Linked DNA regions of Gossypium arboreum: regions 2 and 3 are each linked to region 1. The links are chromatin contacts, called in public Hi-C maps. All regions are on one chromosome and are shown on one strand. Each heading gives the region's core, a stretch centred on a gene start, on an enhancer-like site or on the middle of the called end of the contact. The rest is flanking DNA. Distances are from core to core; before and after follow the strand shown.

Region 1 (3,187 bases), core at 365-2,864:
AAGCCTTATTTTTATTAATATTTTTATTTACCTTTCTAATTTCAAGTTTAAATTTATATAAATTATTTTTATTTGATGTCTAATTATATAATACATATTATGACACAGTTTTAATCATTTCTCTAATGCCAAAAGGAGACAAAATTTCACATCTTTTTATGATAATATTAGTTAGAATCTTGAAATTAATATTATAAATAGGGTAATTACAAATCTTGGAATACGAAATAAAAGATAGATAACTATGATTTTAAGTCAGATTTGATAAACCCCATCACTTTCATCTAAATTTTAGAGATTTGAAGTCTGTTTATTTCTTGACAAGTTGTTCAAAGGTTTGCTCAACAAATCAATTTATATCGCAATTTTTTTTTAAACAGTTAGCTGTTAAACAAGCATCTCTGGGGAGCACTTTTTGTTGATTAAACCGCTGAAGAAGGAAGGAAAAATTTAGAAAGCTTTGATCTGTTTTTCTATAGAAACCATGTTATATAACCTTTAAGTTTTCTAGAGTATTTGTATTTGTTCGTATACAAATATTCAAATATAAGTATAATGTAATATTATTTAAATAAATTAAAATTTTTTAAAACAATTGCATATACTTATCGAACTAATCTTTCAGCATTAACATATACAACCTAAGAGAACCAGGCTGCTTTATTCAAAACCTATCCATTGTCATTGATATAATTCAGTCAATGTGCTAGCCTTCACCAAGAAGCATAGAGCAAATATATAGTCTATAAGTTATATTAGACGTCTCCCAATGCTAGTCTTTATCTAGCCTAAGTTTACTGGCACCTTAATTGAAAGCTTCAACTTAATGGAAAAAGGGGAAATGAATGCAACAAAAATATAATATTTAAGTCTCATATTTATTCCATTTCTGATTCTCTTGGACATAAGACATATTTATATGGATATCAGACTTAAGTCTCTGAGGCAAACTGATAATATTAAAGAAAAAATATGTAAGAAGCATTAGTTCACGTTTCTTGCTTAAAAATCTTATCTATAATATATTTTCTTCATGTTTTTGTCAATTAAATTAGCTTAACTTTTCAAATGTTCCACCCATTTTGACGACTTCATCATGTTTCTATCTAAATTATTTTTGAAATTACATTTGTATTATTTATTGAAAAAGCTTTCAAAGGGGAGGCTATTGAAGCCTTGACGGATCAGGGTCAAGAAGATTTAATTACTATGGGCTCGGTATTGGTATTGGATCAGAATAAAGGGCTAGAAACACAAATAGTTGAGGGCAATGAAATGGACTTAAATGAGAAAGAAATGCAGATTCCAATCAATGAAGGGAACCCAAAGTTAAATCAAAATTCAACATTTTTATAAGAAATAGAGGAACCAAGGGATCGGGTTGCAGCATCTGAACTTGAAGAGGAACTTTTCCAAATAAGACAAAACAAAAGAAATAAGAAAGTGTTGAATGAGAGAATTAGATTTATGCAGAAGATTCAGGATACAGTGCTCACAACAAAAGAAAAGCTGAAGAGAGATAGGGGAATGAGAAAATTGAAGGGAAATGGGGATTCCAGGAACGACGAAAGCATAGCAAACCTATCGTTATCGGACTCAGACATCAGTAACAGAAGAAAAGTCATTGTTAAAGAAGCGAAGAAGACGTGGGAGGTGGGGAAAAAATTGGGGTTTAGTGTCCAAGGCGATGAGGAGATAGTAATCGAAGAGATAATGAGGATTGAAGGGCAGCAATAGGGAGCTATCAAAGACAGAGGGAGGAGGAATTCAGGATAATTGGTGAGTGGCTGGTTTACTGGATTTTACTTTATTTAATTAGTTCGATTGGAAATATGAGATTTGTCTCCTGGAATATCAAAGGGTTGGGGCCTGTAGCTAAAATAGAAGCTGTCAATAGATTAGTGAGAAAGACTATGGCAAATGTCTGCTTCCTTCAAGAAACTAAGTTAGAAATGGTGTCAATGGATTTAGTTAGAAAAATTTGGGGCGATGACTATTTTGAATTTAAATTTGCAGCTGCAATAGAAAGGTAAGGAGATTGATAACAATATGGGATAAAGGTATGTTTACAACCAATATGGAGTTTAGTGGGAACAAATTTTTGTAATTGAAGGAAAGTAGGTGTGTGAAAGGATGAAGGCAGTATTAATTAATGTATATGCTCCTAACAATCTGTCAGATCAAAAAATTCTTTGGGAAGATCTATATGGGTTTAGAAGTAAATTTAGTAATGCATGGATAGTAGGTGGGGATTTTAACATGGTGAGAAATAGAAGTGAACGAATCATCTGTTCGGGCATAAAGAAGGGGTCAAAGGAGTTTGGTGACTTTATTGATAGATGTAAATTGGAAGATTTGCCGTTATTGGGGAAAAAGTTCACATGGATTGGTCCGGACAATAGACGTAGTAGACTTGATAGATTTTTACTAGAGGAAGAATGGTTGGTTCAATTGAAAGACTTACAACAGCAAGGACTAAACAGAACGATATCGGATCACATACTAGTTTTGTTGGTAAATGAAACAATCGACTGAGGACCAAGACCTTTCAAGTTAGTTAATGCATGGTTTAAAAAGCAAGATTGTAGGAGACTAATTGAGAATGAATGGTCGGGAATGGGTAGTTTAAAAGGGCAAATGGCAGTAAAACTCAAGGGAGTTCTCAAGAAATGGAATGTGGGTGCTAGCAATGTTTTGGAAAAAAGAACTATAGAAAGCGAAGATAGGATAAAGGAGATTGATGAAGCTAGCGAACATAGAATGTTGACCGAGCAAGAAATGAAGGAATTAAAAAATTTGAATGTCGAACTTTGGGAAGCAATTAAATTTAAAGAATTTATTTGGCGTCAAAAATCAAGGATGACATGGTTAAAAGAAGGGGATGCTAATTGTGCTTTTTTTCCATAGAACAGTTAAAATAAAGGCTAAAATAAAGATGGTGTACAGCTTGAAAATTGGGGGTCATTGGTACAAGGAACCTAAGGAGATAAAATAGGGACTGTACAATTTTTTCAAAAATTATTTTAATTGCCTAGCAAGAAAGTGGAAAATGGAATTGGATCTGAAGTTCAGAATACTTAATGGGGAGATGGCTTTGAGAGTAGAGGAACCATTTTTGATAGATGATATTAAAGAGGCTGTTTGGCGTTGTGATGAATCGAAAGCACCTGGATCAAATGGTCTTAAT
Region 2 (2,840 bases), core at 284-2,783, 270 kb after region 1:
TGTATAAATCCTTTTAAAAGATAGCACATCATTAACACAATTACTCGAAGTATAGACTTTCGGACATATTCTAAGTTGGATATTAATACTATCAAGTATGTCTTTCTATATTTGAAATCAAATTGAAACTATCTCATATACCAATGTAATAACATGCTTACGAAAATCTTATATATCATCTCATTGTGAAATTAAACAAAGAAGCCAGCTTACATGCTCGTTGAAATTGTTGAGTATTTTTCTTTTATCTCCTTTAGATGGTAAAATTGTATATTTATATTATATGATTATTGTTTATTGACGTGATATTATAGGTAGGTTTCATGCATGTTAATACCTACCCTACTCTAGACTTAACGTGTATTTATACGATATAGGTTTATCAAAGTAGTGACATGCAAACCCACGTCGCACGACCCCATGTGTAACAACATTTAGCATCATGTGAGCTCGATACGTAAGCCCAATATACAAGCTTGATACACGAGCCCAATGTAAGAACTCAATATGTGAACCATGTAGAATCCGACCCAGACCCGTTCAGGTTTTGGGTCGGCAATAGTAAATATCATAACAGACATTCATTCAATAGACTGATAAAAATAAAATTATAGACTAAAAATCTTTTTGTTTTCCACAGCACTAAGTCCGAACTTAAAGAGAGTTGAGAATATTAGAATTTATTGTGATTATTTTTCACTTTTTCTCTCCCTTTATATTTATTTATTTTCATACTTAAACCAAAGATGCCCTTAATCTCCATCGTCAAATTGAGTTCTATGACTACGATTTATTAACCATCACTCAATGTATTGTCAATCAAGTAGATCCTCAATCTTCTTTTATTTTTGTATGGGTGGAACAACGGATCATGTCTAGACCGACAGAACACTACAAAATATCTATAAAAGATCTATCGGAAATTTTTGTCATCAGAAATATTACCAAAACATTTATGATGAATTAGTACAAGCATACAAATTTAGCCGAGTTGGAAGTACTTTCCAACGATATTTTCCATGTTCATGAAATGATTTCGTAATTGAGATGTAATTTATTCGATAATATCCTTTATATAAAAAAACACCAATCGATTTAAGGAAAAAAAAAACATCGACATTTCTTTTTGTTTTTTTCCTTTTATAGTTAAATGCCGTGGTAAAATTGATTGCTTGCAAAATGACAAAATTAGATTAACTTGGAATTTTACATAGAATAGTACATATGGTGAAATGATTTGGTAAAAGAAAATCCTTATGCTTGCTGTTTGAGCCAGATTTGAATTTCCTCTTCCCCAAGTCTAATATTAACCATTGTTGGCCCCAAAGAGATCTTCAAAGTAATTAAGTTTTTTTGCAGTTAAATGAAGCGAATTCTGTTTGTCTTCCTGAGAGAGCATGCATCAAATATTGTAGATTCCAAACAGTGAGCCAAATTCATTTAAACCCCACATAAGGAGAGCCCATGGCTTGTTGGTCCCCGAATGGACCTACCCTCCCAACAAAACCACGCGGTTTGTGCCTCGCAAACCGCCCTAGCCCCATCAAAACTGCATTTCTTTCCACAAAATCAACACTCCCAAAACCACCGTTGCTGTTGCTTCGTCATATTTATGATAACATTAGGCAAAGTTAAATGGAGTAAGTTCAGCAAAATGAAAATTTAAATCGCAATAACATTACATCCATAACTGCTATAAAAGCTAGGACCAAAGTTGCATTCCTGCTGCATTCTATTTATTAGTTCAAAACACCTCCTTTCTTTCCACAAAAACTTCCTTTCAAGGATGGAGTACTAGTCCAAATCTTCTTTTTCCTTCCTCCTCCCCCTCCTCCTCCTCCTCTTCTTCTTCTTCTAGTTACTGTTTTTGACTTTAAAACTTCATAATAGAAAGAAACGAAAAACAGGTTAGGCAGCACTTTACAGTTTTTCATTAGTGTTAACACTTTTAGTTCAATATCTATATTGTTTATGGAGTATGTTTTTTGGTATGCAGAACAATGGGGCACTTGGGATTTCTTGCAGCTGCATTACTCTCACTCCTCAACTTTGTTCATGGCTCCCTTGGACCCTGGACCAATGCTCATGCCACTTTTTATGGAGGTGGTGATGCTTCTGGAACAATGGGTAGTTTCCACAATCCAAATATCATATATATTTTTCTTATTGATGTATATTTGTCATGTCTGACATGTTATTATATTCAATTACAACTTCAGGTGGAGCTTGTGGCTATGGAAACCTAAATAGCCAAGGTTATGGTATTAACACAGCAGCCTTGAGCACCGCATTGTTTGACAATGGCTTGAGCTGTGGTGCATGCTATGAGCTGAAGTGTGTGAATGATCCACAATGGTGCCTGCCTGGCTCCATTGTGGTCACTGCCACCAATTTCTGCCCTCCAGGAGGCTGGTGTGACCCTCCTAATCACCACTTTGATCTCTCTCAGCCTATTTTTCAACACATTGCCCAATACAGAGCTGGTATTGTTCCTGTAATGTACAGAAGGTAAACAAACAATGAAATCACCAACATATATAGTTTTTCAAAATTCATTTTCCACCGACACACTAACTAATAATTATTTTTTATCAGGGTAAAGTGCAGGAGAAGTGGGGGTATCAGGTTCACAATCAATGGACATTCCTACTTCAATTTAGTACTGATCACCAATGTTGGAGGTGCTGGGGATGTACATTCAGTATCCATTAAAGGGTCAAAGACCAGATGGCAAGCAATGTCAAGGAACTGGGGCCAGAACTGGCAAAGCAATTCTTACCTTAATGGCCAAAGCCTCTCTTTCATCGTCACAACCAGTAACGGACACAGTGTTGTTTCTT
Region 3 (3,084 bases), core at 172-2,671, 260 kb before region 1:
TCTCATGGCACCATATGCAGTAAATACAGCACATCCTAAAATTGCAGACTCAGTGTATGGCAATGATTTTGGCAAAATAGCTAAACCATGTGCTGGAATGACACAGTATTCAGCAAGGCCTCCCATGCTATACATGTATACCGGTTTTCCTACACAAATAGCATAACTTCAGTTATTCAACAATGATGTCAATAGTATGCAGATAAAGTTACAGCAAAAGAGCAAACTGATGCGTAAGATGGTTGACACGCTGCAGTTAAAAGGCATTCAAGAATCAAGAAGCACATAGACAAAATTCCGGATAACCATGCTTTCATTGAGAGAAAATGTAGCAGGGTCATCATAATATAGGAAAATTAATAATAAAAGTACCACTGTTGCGGAGGAAAAGCCGTGTTTCCCCATCATAAAGGGTCCCCTTCGCTCGATTATAGGCAAAGAAGTCTTCACATAAATCATCATGGCCCTATCTCCCAAAAAGGAAATGATAAAAAGATTGTAGTTGTCGTGATAATTGAATTGAAATGCAAGCATAGCATCTCAAAGCAGGGTACCTTAGAACAGAAGAAACAGTTACCACAAGGCATGATAAACGCTCCCACCACTTGAGATCCAATTGGAAATCTGAGAACAACCAAAATGAAAATTATAAAGTCCATGCGGCCGCCAATCTCTATCTCCACCAAAAACAATTGTGACAGGCATAACTTAATGAGAATGTGCAAAGAACATGAATGAATGCAAGAAAAAGAAGTGATCTCATTCTATACACAGTAGAAGTAAAGAATGTAATTAAAACCTTTCGATGATTTTGCGATCGGTAAGTGGCCCATGTTCAACGATTTCCCCCGTTACCTCGTGCCCGATAACACAAGGACTAGAAAATGGTATTTCGCCTTTTATAACATGAAGATCAGAGTGGCATACTCCACAGGCTGTAACAAAAGAACCCAATGGAGTTGACCCATTTCAAATCTTGGTGTTTCCTTTCACAAGAAAAAGAAAAGAAAAAAAGAAAAATACCCTTGGTTTTAATAAGAACTTCTCCAGCTTTTGGACGAGGCATATGAAATTCTTCAATAGTGAGGGGGGTGTCAGGTTCCCAGAAGACGGTCCCTCGCATATATCCACCAGAGCTGACATGATAAGCAGCCGAAGATGATGGTAGGCTCCTCTCCGCCTTGTCGATGTTGTTAGCAACGAGATTCGAAAACCAACGAGAGGACAATAAGATGGTAGTATTGGTGGGTTTAGAGGAAAGCAGGTTCCTGGAGATGGCAATCCGACTTAAAATTGATGGAAAACCCATTATTATTCTTGTGATCTAGTGGTGGAAGTTGACAATCGGCGAGCGGAGCAGTGGAATGGAGTGGGACAGTGGATGGGACTTCTTAGTTTTGACTTAGTACCATCCTAAGGTCTTAGCTGAGTTTCATCCGCCACGTCACCATTTTTGGGATAATTATCCTCGTCATCACGTGTTTTTTACGTGAAAGAAAAACCTACCCAAAAAAGTGGTACTATAATAATTGAGATACCAGTATTCCTACCACTATAGTTGTTCAAATCTTTTTAATTATGCAATAGTATTCAAACTTATTATTTTTTATTTATGGATTGGAGAGAGATTAAGAATATTTTTAGTTATTATGTTAAAAGAATAAGTATAATTAAAATAAAATATATATTTTTGATTTACAATTTTATCTATTTTTATTTAATTGATATAATATTATAGTTTTTTTGAGAAAATAGATTTTATTTTCATATGGTATAATTTATATAATGTATAAAATGTAATATTTGTTATATTGTTTTTTTTAAATGAATCATGTTCCGATTTTGACATTAAAGCTAATTTTATAACTTAGAACAAGACCTTCAAACTTATCCAATGACTTGGTATTAATTCAACTAATTGGTTTGATAAATATATTTTATTGAATAGAATATCACAATCCAATCATTATCCTTGTTAGTATTTTCCTGTAAAATTTTTAACTTGATATGTTAATTAAACTGCATTCATATGACGTAGTATATGAATAATAGAAAATAAATATATTAAATTGACAAAATTTGATGGAAATTACTAACAATTATAATGATTGAATTAGGTTTTAAAATGAAAAAAAATAAAATTGAATTTATAACGATAGGAGTAAGGGCCTGTTCTACATTGCTTAAAAAGTGTACTTCTGGCTCCAAAAACACTTTTAGAAGAAAAGCGGTGCTAAACAAGCTATTTCTTCTGAAAATGAGAAGTTAAAATTTTTAACTTTTCCTCTCCCAAAAGCACTTTTAGTGCTTAATTACTTTTTCACCTCTAATAACATAGTACTTCCCTTTTTTTTCTTGGTGGTTAATTACAAATGTGTTAAAATTATTAATTAAAAATAAAAAATATTTTTTAAAATACTAATTATAAATATTTAATGGTTATATTTAAATATTTAAAATATAGTTTATATATTCTAATTAAATTTTCTAAATAATTAATATTAATTGCTTAAAATATTTAAAATTTATATTTCATATATTAAAATATAAATAACAAGTTATAATCATTTTTTATATTCTTACTAAAATATAATAATATTAACTAATTTAAATATTATTTAAATATATATTTGTTACTTGATAATAACATGTCTAAAATGGATATTTTATTTCTCAAAAGTACTTTTTTACAGCAATGCTAAATACTCAAATTTTAAACTAAACTTTTCAAAAGCACTTCTCAAAAGCACTTTTCAAAAGCATTGCCAAACTAGCCCTAAATCTCAAACTTTATAGAAATACAAGAATAATAGCATGTTTTTAACCTAGTAAATAGGATGAAAACTTACAAACGATAATGAATCTTATTTGACTTGGTGTTAAGGTTACAATAACTTTCGGTAAAAAGACTTCTTTGGTCTTTTTCAATTTTGATATTGAGCAAATTTGTCTCTTTCAAAAAAGTCATAGCAATATAATCCATGTTAATTTCAAAAGTGAGTAACTAAGCATAATTAATCGCAATATTAATGTTTTTGTAAATTCTACATATTTTTATTGATATAATAACAAACTTAACCCTCA

Evidence for each region. Hi-C and Micro-C count contacts between places; a contact is called where the count stands out from the background.
Region 2: a Hi-C map of leaf shows a contact between it and region 1, with 5 times the contacts expected there. The contact joins the promoter of LOC108488520 here to the enhancer-like site in region 1. A contact is called at or near these places in 2 of 5 Hi-C or Micro-C datasets (both in leaf).
Region 3: a Hi-C map of leaf shows a contact between it and region 1, with 2.6 times the contacts expected there. The contact joins the promoter of LOC108469972 here to the enhancer-like site in region 1. A contact is called at or near these places in 2 of 5 Hi-C or Micro-C datasets (both in leaf).

Annotation. Positions count from the first base shown.
Region 1 is chr10:27,349,322-27,352,508 of ASM2569848v2, forward strand. No RefSeq gene overlaps it. Among protein-coding and RNA genes, the nearest start is that of LOC108469021, 5.4 kb to the left of the region's middle. Within about 2 kb of position 1,615, at least 2 of the 2 cell types and tissues checked have an H3K27ac peak or open chromatin away from gene starts, as enhancers often do. A contact at or near this core is called in leaf, where this site is marked.
Region 2 is chr10:27,615,708-27,618,547 of ASM2569848v2, forward strand. It overlaps LOC108488520 (expansin-A5), which reads left to right and starts at 1,534. Exons shown (of 4, transcript XM_053020672.1): 1 at 1,534-1,640; 2 at 1,997-2,127; 3 at 2,220-2,508; 4 at 2,596-2,840. The coding sequence starts at 1,636.
Region 3 is chr10:27,085,241-27,088,324 of ASM2569848v2, forward strand. It overlaps LOC108469972, which reads right to left and starts at 1,422. Exons shown (of 8, transcript XM_017771113.2): 1 at 1,024-1,422; 2 at 800-935; 3 at 555-624; 4 at 373-466; 5 at 1-149. The coding sequence starts at 1,309.